Regions from separate parts of the Sus scrofa genome. Here region 2 is linked to region 1. The links are chromatin contacts, called in public Hi-C maps. All regions are on one chromosome and are shown on one strand. Each heading gives the region's core, a stretch centred on a gene start, on an enhancer-like site or on the middle of the called end of the contact. The rest is flanking DNA. Distances are from core to core; before and after follow the strand shown.

The links. A called contact is a pair of places that touch in the nucleus more often than the background predicts.
Region 2: a Hi-C map of omental adipose tissue shows a contact between it and region 1, with 1.6 times the contacts expected there. The contact joins two enhancer-like sites. A contact is called at or near these places in 3 of 47 Hi-C or Micro-C datasets (embryonic fibroblasts and omental adipose tissue) and 2 of 2 datasets of contacts at active chromatin or transcription factors (alveolar macrophages and skeletal muscle).

The regions. Positions count from the first base shown.
Region 1 is chr4:81,931,677-81,936,015 of Sscrofa11.1, reverse strand. It overlaps ATP1B1 (ATPase, Na+/K+ transporting, beta 1 polypeptide), which reads left to right. Exons shown (of 6, transcript NM_001001542.1): 2 at 3,631-3,759. Among named protein-coding and RNA genes, the nearest start is that of ATP1B1, 3.2 kb to the left of the region's middle. Within about 2 kb of position 2,100, at least 26 of the 83 cell types and tissues checked have an H3K27ac peak or open chromatin away from gene starts, as enhancers often do. A contact at or near this core is called in omental adipose tissue, where this site is marked.
Region 2 is chr4:82,272,155-82,276,493 of Sscrofa11.1, reverse strand. No RefSeq gene overlaps it. Among named protein-coding and RNA genes, the nearest start is that of DPT, 13 kb to the left of the region's middle. Within about 2 kb of position 2,468, at least 7 of the 83 cell types and tissues checked have an H3K27ac peak or open chromatin away from gene starts, as enhancers often do. A contact at or near this core is called in omental adipose tissue, where this site is marked.

The DNA of each region.
Region 1 (4,339 bases), core at 851-3,350:
CCCCATTGAAAATTATATTGCTTACTTGTCTTCCACCTCTCTACACAGGAAGGGTGACTTTTTTTAAAAGGTCATTTTGAAGGGCAGTTGTAGGCAAATCTGTAAGAGTCGTGACTGCGGAAGAGAGAGAGAGAGGGAGGGAACTCCCCCCTCCTGCATCACTGCCCCCCCTTCTCTAATATCATCATCACCATCATCATCATCTGCACCACTAGCACCACCACTGCAGCCACTAAGGGAGCCCTGGGTAGGTGCTGATGTGGTGTTCCTGATTGGGAGGATCTGTGAGCATGGGCAGGAGAATGAGTCAGGGAAATATTGCTTGGCTGACATTTTGAAATGGAAGAAGCTAGAATATATGATTTTCTGTAGAGGAAAAAAAAATGCACCCTGTAGTGTGTCTCTTGATTAAAAAGTGAAGGGTTAATAATGCATCACACTTCAAGGTTAGTCAAGGTGAAACCTCATCCCATACCTATGTTGGGAAGAATAGATATCCCTGAGCCATGTTAAATGTAGGTCTTTAAAGTGATGGCTTTTAGCTTGTATTTTATTTTATTTTGGGAAATCTCCATCCTTCAGTGGGCTTACTGCCATAGTTCTCATGCATTAAGTATAGCTCTCTGTGTTTCTTAATGTGGAAGGGAAAGCCTGAAGAACACTGGGTGTGTATAGGGTGAACAGCTCCTGGCCTGGGCCATCTCCTAGCAACTCCTGGTAACTAGTGAGGCCTGAGGGGTGCACTGCGGGACGAGCCTTCTCCCAGATTCACTAGGGGTTCCTACCATAGTGATCTGACTCCGGCCTTGTCATGGGCCAAGGACTGCATTGACTCCAGGCATGTTGTAAAATTTGCCCTCTAGTGTTTTTCCCTCTCATAAAATATATTTCTTTCCTCATTCCGATTCCACAATAATATTTGTTTTAGAGGGTAGGAATGGAAGGACTTGTTCTGTAAGCTGACATTTAATAATGCAGCACCTCCACATAAGAGAGAGTCATTTGTGTCTTGATAGCTCATACAGCAAGGTGTCAATACTCTAATGAATGCAGACACCAGGACTGGTGCTCTAGTCTCATCTTTCCATTTTACAAGGTGGAGGTGAGGTGTTGAGCTAAAAATTCAGGTTTTATCTTGCACTAATATGTCTACTCCTTTCTGGCAATGTAAGAAATGACAGAGCCTCTCCTAGGCAGAGAAAGTGACAGCAACCACTTGTCTCCTATGGAGAGAATGCCACCTTTCCAGCACTGGGCCCAACATGGATGCCCTTGGGACGAGGGCAGGTTGTCCTTGGTTCAGTTCTGTTTGTAGGTAGATTTTCACCAAGATGGACGCAGGAGCCTCGCCTGTAAGCTGCTGGAGAAAGTGCAGCATGCAAATCACCTGGTGCTATCCACCCTTTTATTAAGTTAGTACAGGTGTTGGTAGGTTTTAATGTTTACCACTGGGCCCAGATGCCCTTTTCCCTTCAGCCTGTGACCTTTTGAAGGGTACTAGGTTTTTTGGGTTTTTTTTTCCCTGACTGGAAAACCTCTGTTACTTGTATTTAAAAAAACAAACAAACAAAACAAAACAGAAAGAAAAAGAAAAGAAAAGTTGTCTAAAAGGAAAAAATTATTTCTAAAGCTTACTCTCTGAGCCGCCCTGGCTAGGTGGTACAATGAGTCCAGCTTTTCTCTTTGAGCCTGTGTGTCGGTGAGCCCACTGAATAGGCTCCACCACACCTGCATCGTCCACTCTGACCAAGTGACCTCACAGCAGGGGCGACATCTCAGAGCAAAAGAGAAAAATCCTCTCCTTCTCTTAGGGCAGTTAAGATAGGCTGTATTTCCTTCTGTTCAATCAGTGACTTGTTTATCTATAATTATATTTGTATTTTAAACTGTAGCGTCAATGATATCTTCTCATTTTGTTAGAATTTAGTATCTGGGGTCCAAGGAATGAATATAAAACTACTTCCATGCTTAGGCTAAGAGCATCCAGACAAGGTGTGGGGCAAGAAAAAAAGAGAATACAGTTCTCTTTCTGACTATGTTATACGAACTCTTGCACCTCTTAGGAGCATTCCCTGGAAAATTTTTCCAGATCTCCTGACGTCACAGCCTTGCCATTTGCCTACTGCTGCCTGGATACAGAATGCAGCACTTAACCCTTGTCCTTCGGGGAGGCACTGATTGAGTTGGGCAGCTGTGGTTCTGGATTATACAGTCTTTTCATTTTTCCTTATCTTTGTGTGTGTCTTTGCCCTTTTCCTTTTTTTTTTTTTTCAAATAGAAGGGAAAAAGGATTATGATTAGGCATTTTAGTGTGGTTTGATGTATGTTTTACTTGTCTAGAGTATGATTTCCCCAAACTACTTATTTGCTGATAGAAAAGTTGAGCTTTTAAATATTCGGAGAGGGCAACCTGGCTGATTTCAGCCACAGTGCACCCAGTCTCACCCTGCCTCCCTCCTAGCGTGTCCATACATGTACACACACACACACACACACACACACACACTTCTTTCCAATAATACTTTTGTTTTCCTGCTTTTCCCTCAAGGATCCTGGCCTTTAATGCAGGAGATCTGAATGTTTTAAGAAATAACCTAAGGCTCCTTTGTGCAGTCATGTTTCAGACTCGATAACCCTCCGGTTCTCTGTTCCCTCTGCTGCATTCACATTGAGCTGTTTGGCTGGCACAGGGCTGCCGAGCGATGCCTAGTACAGCCTGTTACTATGCGGCTAATCAGGGAGATAATCCTTGTAAACCAGTAACTGATAGCCTCATTCCAGTCTATTGGCTTCGCAGTTGTTTTTTTGTTTTTGTTTTTTTTTTTGGGGGGGGTTGTTTTTTGTTTGTTTGGTTGGTTTTTTTTTTATTTTTTTGGTTTTTGCAGCTATTTTCAGTCTCCATTCTCTTATCCTATGAACTATAGGGAAAAGAAAATGCAGCTTCTCAAGTCAGTCCCTGGTCTGAGTTCAGTCAGAAAAAGAAAGAAAAATTTGCTTGTCAGTTTTTACTATAGCAGTTCCTCTTTCTCCCTCCACCCGTGTTTGGTTCCCCTGATAGGAAAGACAGTGTGCTAGGTCAGGAGAGTTTCACTGGGTTTCTCAGCATTCATTGCCCTGTCTCAGCATAAAAACTTACAGGCCTTTGAGCTTTTGGGGAAGCAGCAGAGCCTGGACTGAAGTCCTGAAATGTCAAGGGATAAGCAAGCGAAGAAAACAGAGGTCTCTAAGGAAGTATACTGTCATATTTGAAATGCATTGCATAAGCACGCAAACATAGCCCTAGATTTTGTTGATCATCTTCATGACGTTTTTCCCCCAAATATATGGAATAAAATTATTTCCTATAAAGAATCTTAGTTCTAGCTGAATTTTTGCCCTGCCCTTAACCGCTCCACAACACAGACACACACTCACACACAATAATGGAGGGCTGCCCGTTCCCCTCTTTTTACCCCACAGTCTGAAAGTGAGGTTCTTTCTCTTGATCACTGTTGGAAAAGGAAGCTCCAAAGACACAGATTGGAGGGGAAGCCAGGAAGGAAATTCATTCATCTCTGAGAAGTTAGCCTTTTGTATTCTGAATATATGACTACATCATAGCCTTTTCGTTTCTGTCTGTTCTCCTTGCAGTTAAGATCCTTCTATTCTACGTTATATTTTATGGCTGCCTGGCTGGCATCTTCATTGGAACCATCCAAGTGATGCTGCTCACCATCAGTGAATTTAAGCCCACATATCAGGACCGAGTGGCCCCACCAGGTAACATGAACATGAATAAATTCAATTCTTCTGGAGGTAAAAGGAGTGTCACTTTTTCAATTGAGAAAACATCCTTCTGAAAATTATCTGTTGTGTGGTATTAAAACCAACCTGGGAAGGAAGAATAGAACTGTCTGTTGCAGCCAGCTCTCCTACCCGCATTGCAGGCAAAGCTCCTGGGGCTTGCAGACATCTTACTTTCAGAGCTCTGCAGGGAGGTGAGAAGAGCCCTGGTCCTCCACCCAGCCTGCCCCTCACCAGCTCTGACCTCCCCCTCGTCCCTAACGCCCATAGGATTTCTTAGTAGGAGCATTACGGGGCCGTTCCAAGTCTCACACACAGTTTTCACTTTCTTGAGGGGGCTGTGACTCAGATAAATCCTTTAAAAATCCACTTTGACTCCTGTTTTTAAAGGCTAACTTATTTTTAGGGATGATGAGAAGCTCTGAAACAGCTACCTATTCCCAGAGACAGGAGCTGTGACTTCAGGGGTCCATTTTCCCACCTGCCGTTGACTGGCAACTTGACCTTGAACAAAGGTGCTCTCCATTTCCGATGTTCAATTTTTATGCTTGATGGT
Region 2 (4,339 bases), core at 1,219-3,718, 340 kb before region 1:
CGCTTCTGCTGAGCAACAGCAGGAACACCAACTTTTTTTTTTTTTTTGCACAGATGTGTTGAATTAGGCCAACATCAATGAAGTAAAGGCACTCTCCAGTCCTCCTTTTTCGATTCATAGTTTTCTCCCTCAAAATGCTTCCAGGAATCACTGAAGCAGGATTTCAGCTAATGTGGCCTCTGGTTAGTGGCCATCCTCTAGAACAGTGAGAGAATAAGTTTGGATGTCCATCCTCCAGAACAGTGAGAGAATAAGTTTCTATTTTTTAATTTATTTTTATTTTTTATTTTTATTTATTTATTTATTTTGTCTTTTTGCCTTTTCTTGAGCTGCTCCTGTGGCATATGGAGGTTCCCAGGCTAGGGGTCTAATTGGAGCTGTAGCCACCGGCCTACGCCAGAGCTACAGCAACTCGGGATCCGAGCTGCATCTGCAACCCACACCACAGCTCACGGCAATGCCGGATCCTTAACCCACTGAGCAAAGCCAGGGATTGAACCCGCAACCTCATGGTTCCTAGTCAGATTCATTAACCACTGCGCCACGACGGGAACTCCAAAGTTTCTATTTTTTTAAGTCACCAGGTTTGAGGTTATTTCTTGGGGCAATCCTAGGACATGAATACATCTGTGTTCTAGGGGGTTCTACCTACCATGGAAGTGATACAGTCATCCTTTTAGTTACACATGAAGGAGATATAATCCTTGCCAGCCTTCTCAGTTTCCTTCAAAAACCTTCTTCTTTCTCTGACTCTGACAGCACCTCACCCGCTCCTTGTGGGCACTCCACATCACAGCATTGGCTTCCTGAGCAGCTGCTGAGCTGAGCGACTACACAACAAACCCTGGAGGAGGAGAGAGGCCTCTCCATCAAAGGGGATTAGAAAATAGCAGGAACAGGTGGGTAAAGCCCCTTCCACCGATTGCTCCATCGGACACTTTCTCCTTGCAAACATTCCAGGAAAGTCCAGACTCTCCAGGGAACATGTCTATCTATGTTTCACTTTTTTCTCATCACACTTTCACCCAGATCTGCATCTCCCAAGCAGAAACATAACATTTTAGTCCTTGCATTGAGCTCTGAGTTTTAGAGGACGCTGGGAAGACAGGACGGCCTAACATGAGCAAATTAATTAATGTCTCTGTGCCTCAGCTTCTTCCTCTGTAAAATGGGAAAATTGACAGTTTCTACAATTATTGTAAGAATTTAAAAAGTCAACACATATAAATCCCTTGAATGATGACAGCTAGGTAACTGTTACAGGAATAATGATGAATAATGTTAACTGTTACATAATGATAAGGAGATCTTGGTTTTAATACCAAATGCTAATAAGAATTCTTCATTAAGCCTAATCCTTTAGGAACAATCTGATAGTGAAATAAATATCATACTTTAAAGTGATCAGAAAAAAGAAAAAACAGGAAAAAAAAAAAAGAAAACAGCATGTGGCAGAAGAGTAATCCATGGAAAAGGGCCTGAGAATAAATATTGTTTGTGCCAAGTCTCAGTTCATAAATATTTTTTAAAAAAATTCCTTATTACCATAACAGAGAAAAAAATTTCCTGTTCCTTTTTATAAAGGCAAAGGGCAGTTGGCTTAACTCTTTGAGCAAGTTTATCAGCAGCAACCACTTCACAGATATAACAAAAGCTACCATCCTCATGGTTATGTACTGAGCATCAAGCTAAACTCTTTATGCTCATCATATTTAATCTCCCAACAGCTTTGGAGATGGGATCACATGCTTTTAGAAATGAGAAAACGGTTTCACAGAAAGAAGGTAAGTTGGAGTTCTCTGGTGGCTCAGTGGATTAAAGAGCCAGCATTGTCACTGCAACGGCACAGGTTCAATACCTGGTCCCAGAACTTCCTCATGCTGAGGGCAGGACCAAACAAACAAACAAACAAACAAACAAACAAAACCAAGGAGAAAGAAGGTACGTAGCTATCCCAGCATCACACAGCCAAGCAGCAGAGTACCTGGGACTTGAACCCAAGAATTTTGACTTCAAAGTCCATCATCTCTTGTTTCCCTAGAGCCTGAGGCAGGCTGAGTTTAGCTCTAAAGCCAGATGCTTATTACAACAATGGAAAAGTACTGAAGGAATAGAATATAAAGTACTAGTTTCCCCATAGGAGTAATCTGTTTTCTCAAATTACTTGGATAGCCTACAAGTGAGATTGCATAGTTCAGAAAGGAGGTGTTCCATGCTCTGCAACCCCTGCCCCATTAATGAGGAACTACACACACACACACACACACAAACACACACACACACACACACACAGCTCTTAGCACCTGAAAGAGACCTATGAAATATCAAGAAAGTGGCTTACAGGAAGCACATGGTTTCAAACCCTAGAGTGAGCCAAGGTCAGCAGCAGGGAGGGTGAGGCTCCCTAAACAACAGAACTTCTACAGTACCTTCTCACATGGGGGAGTCAGAGCCCCGTGTAAACACCATGCCTCAGCAAAGTGGTGTCCCAGTCCTTAATGCAAGTCCCTCCCTTGTACTGATCTCAGTCTGCCTGTCTGGTGCAGAGACTGCTCTCCTGGTCTGAGAATGATGAATCAGGCTATGTGGGGGGTACAGGGAAGAGCAGTAATTTTCCTGAGCAATGAGAAGTGACATTTTCCCATGGCTAATCAGAAAGGTGCTCAGCACTGAAAATCCCTTAGAGCTCGTAGGATGAGAGACATTATATCAGCATTAATTATTATTGCAGTTGGAAGGAAGAGGAGCTAATACAATAAGTATTCTTAAGGGCTAGAATGGAAGGCTTTGAGACAGAGATAGCTTACAATGCCTTTGTTTCTCCTTTCCTTGAAGGCATCATCTCAAGCTTACCTGCAAATCAGCTGGCTGTTGGGTTGGTGGACGGGAGTAAGGACAAGAACATTTCCCCTGGAGATTGTGTTCTTAAAATTCACCTGGACTCATTAAAAGAGGGATATAACATATGGAAGTACCTTGAGTGCTGGAAGAAAAGGGTTCATATCTCTTCCATTCTATGTTTCTGTGTAAACTGTACTACAGAAGAGATAATTACCCTGAATGATGGTGAACAGTAAGTGTCACTGATTTCTAGAATTTTTTTTGGATTTTTTTTATGATCCTTTTATACTTTAACTGGGATTGTATGAATATTGCGCCTGAATTTGGGGAAAAAAATTGCTTTGACAGTACTTTCTTCCCATCCAGGAATCTATTCTACTTGTACATTCATTAAAGCAAAAGCATTTACTAAAGCTTGCTGGGACCTTGGATAAGTCATCATACTCTGAGCCTCAGTTTCCTCATTTGTTAGACAAGGGGATTGCAACAGATAAGAGGCCCTTTCCATTTCCAACATTCAGTAATTCTATATTCAAGATATATTCTTGGAAAAAGATACTCTTTTTAGTGTTGTCAAAGCTTCTATTTCTGAAACCTCAAAGTCATTACTAAATTATTGGTTATGGGAGTTCTCTTGTGGTAGCAGGTTAAGGTTCCAGTGTTGTCATTGTAGCAACTTGGGTGGCTGCTGTGGCATAGGTTCAGTAGCTGGCCTGGGAACTTCCATATGCCACAGGTGTGACCGAACAAAAAATTACTGCTTATGGAAAAGATTTGGTTATTGAGAAAGATTAGAAGCTGTCCTCTCACAGTCTGCCCCCGTGCTTCTTCCCCAGAGCCATAAGAATCAGCCACATAAATTACATTTAAATATCTAAAAATATGATTTTTCTTACTTCCTAGCCCTTGTACCATCTTCCAACAGTACAGGACACTTTCTGTGGCCTCTCCCCTGTTCACTGGGCTCACCCAATCCAGCCTGAAGATGTATCTAAGATTTCCTTTTAGGTGGCACCTCTCCTGGGAAGCCTTCCCTGATTCTTCCAACTCCAAAGTGTTCTACCTGCACAGTCCTGTTTAAGTGCCCCCATTGCACCACTTCCCAAACTTGTGTGCTTGCTTGCTTATTTTTCAGAAACTTCCTCTAGATTGCAAGATCCCTGGAGATAGAAATTTTATGTTGTTCACCTAACTTATATCCTATTTCTAACAGAGTATCTAGTCCATAAGAGATGTGCAATTAATATTTACTATTGCTATGATAGAATTATAAACTATGAGCAGTTTATGATCATCAACATTTTAGTAACAATTTAGTACCTCTGAGTAACATTTCCACAATTTGTCATTGTCAGTTGGTTCTTGTAAGTGCCCATTGTCACGGAGAGCTGCTCCATAAATCACCAGCATGGTTTGGCTACCCAAAGGCATTTGAACACTTTTCCTACCACCAGCTGAAAAACATTCTATTTTCATTTTTCTGGGATGGAGAAGGAAG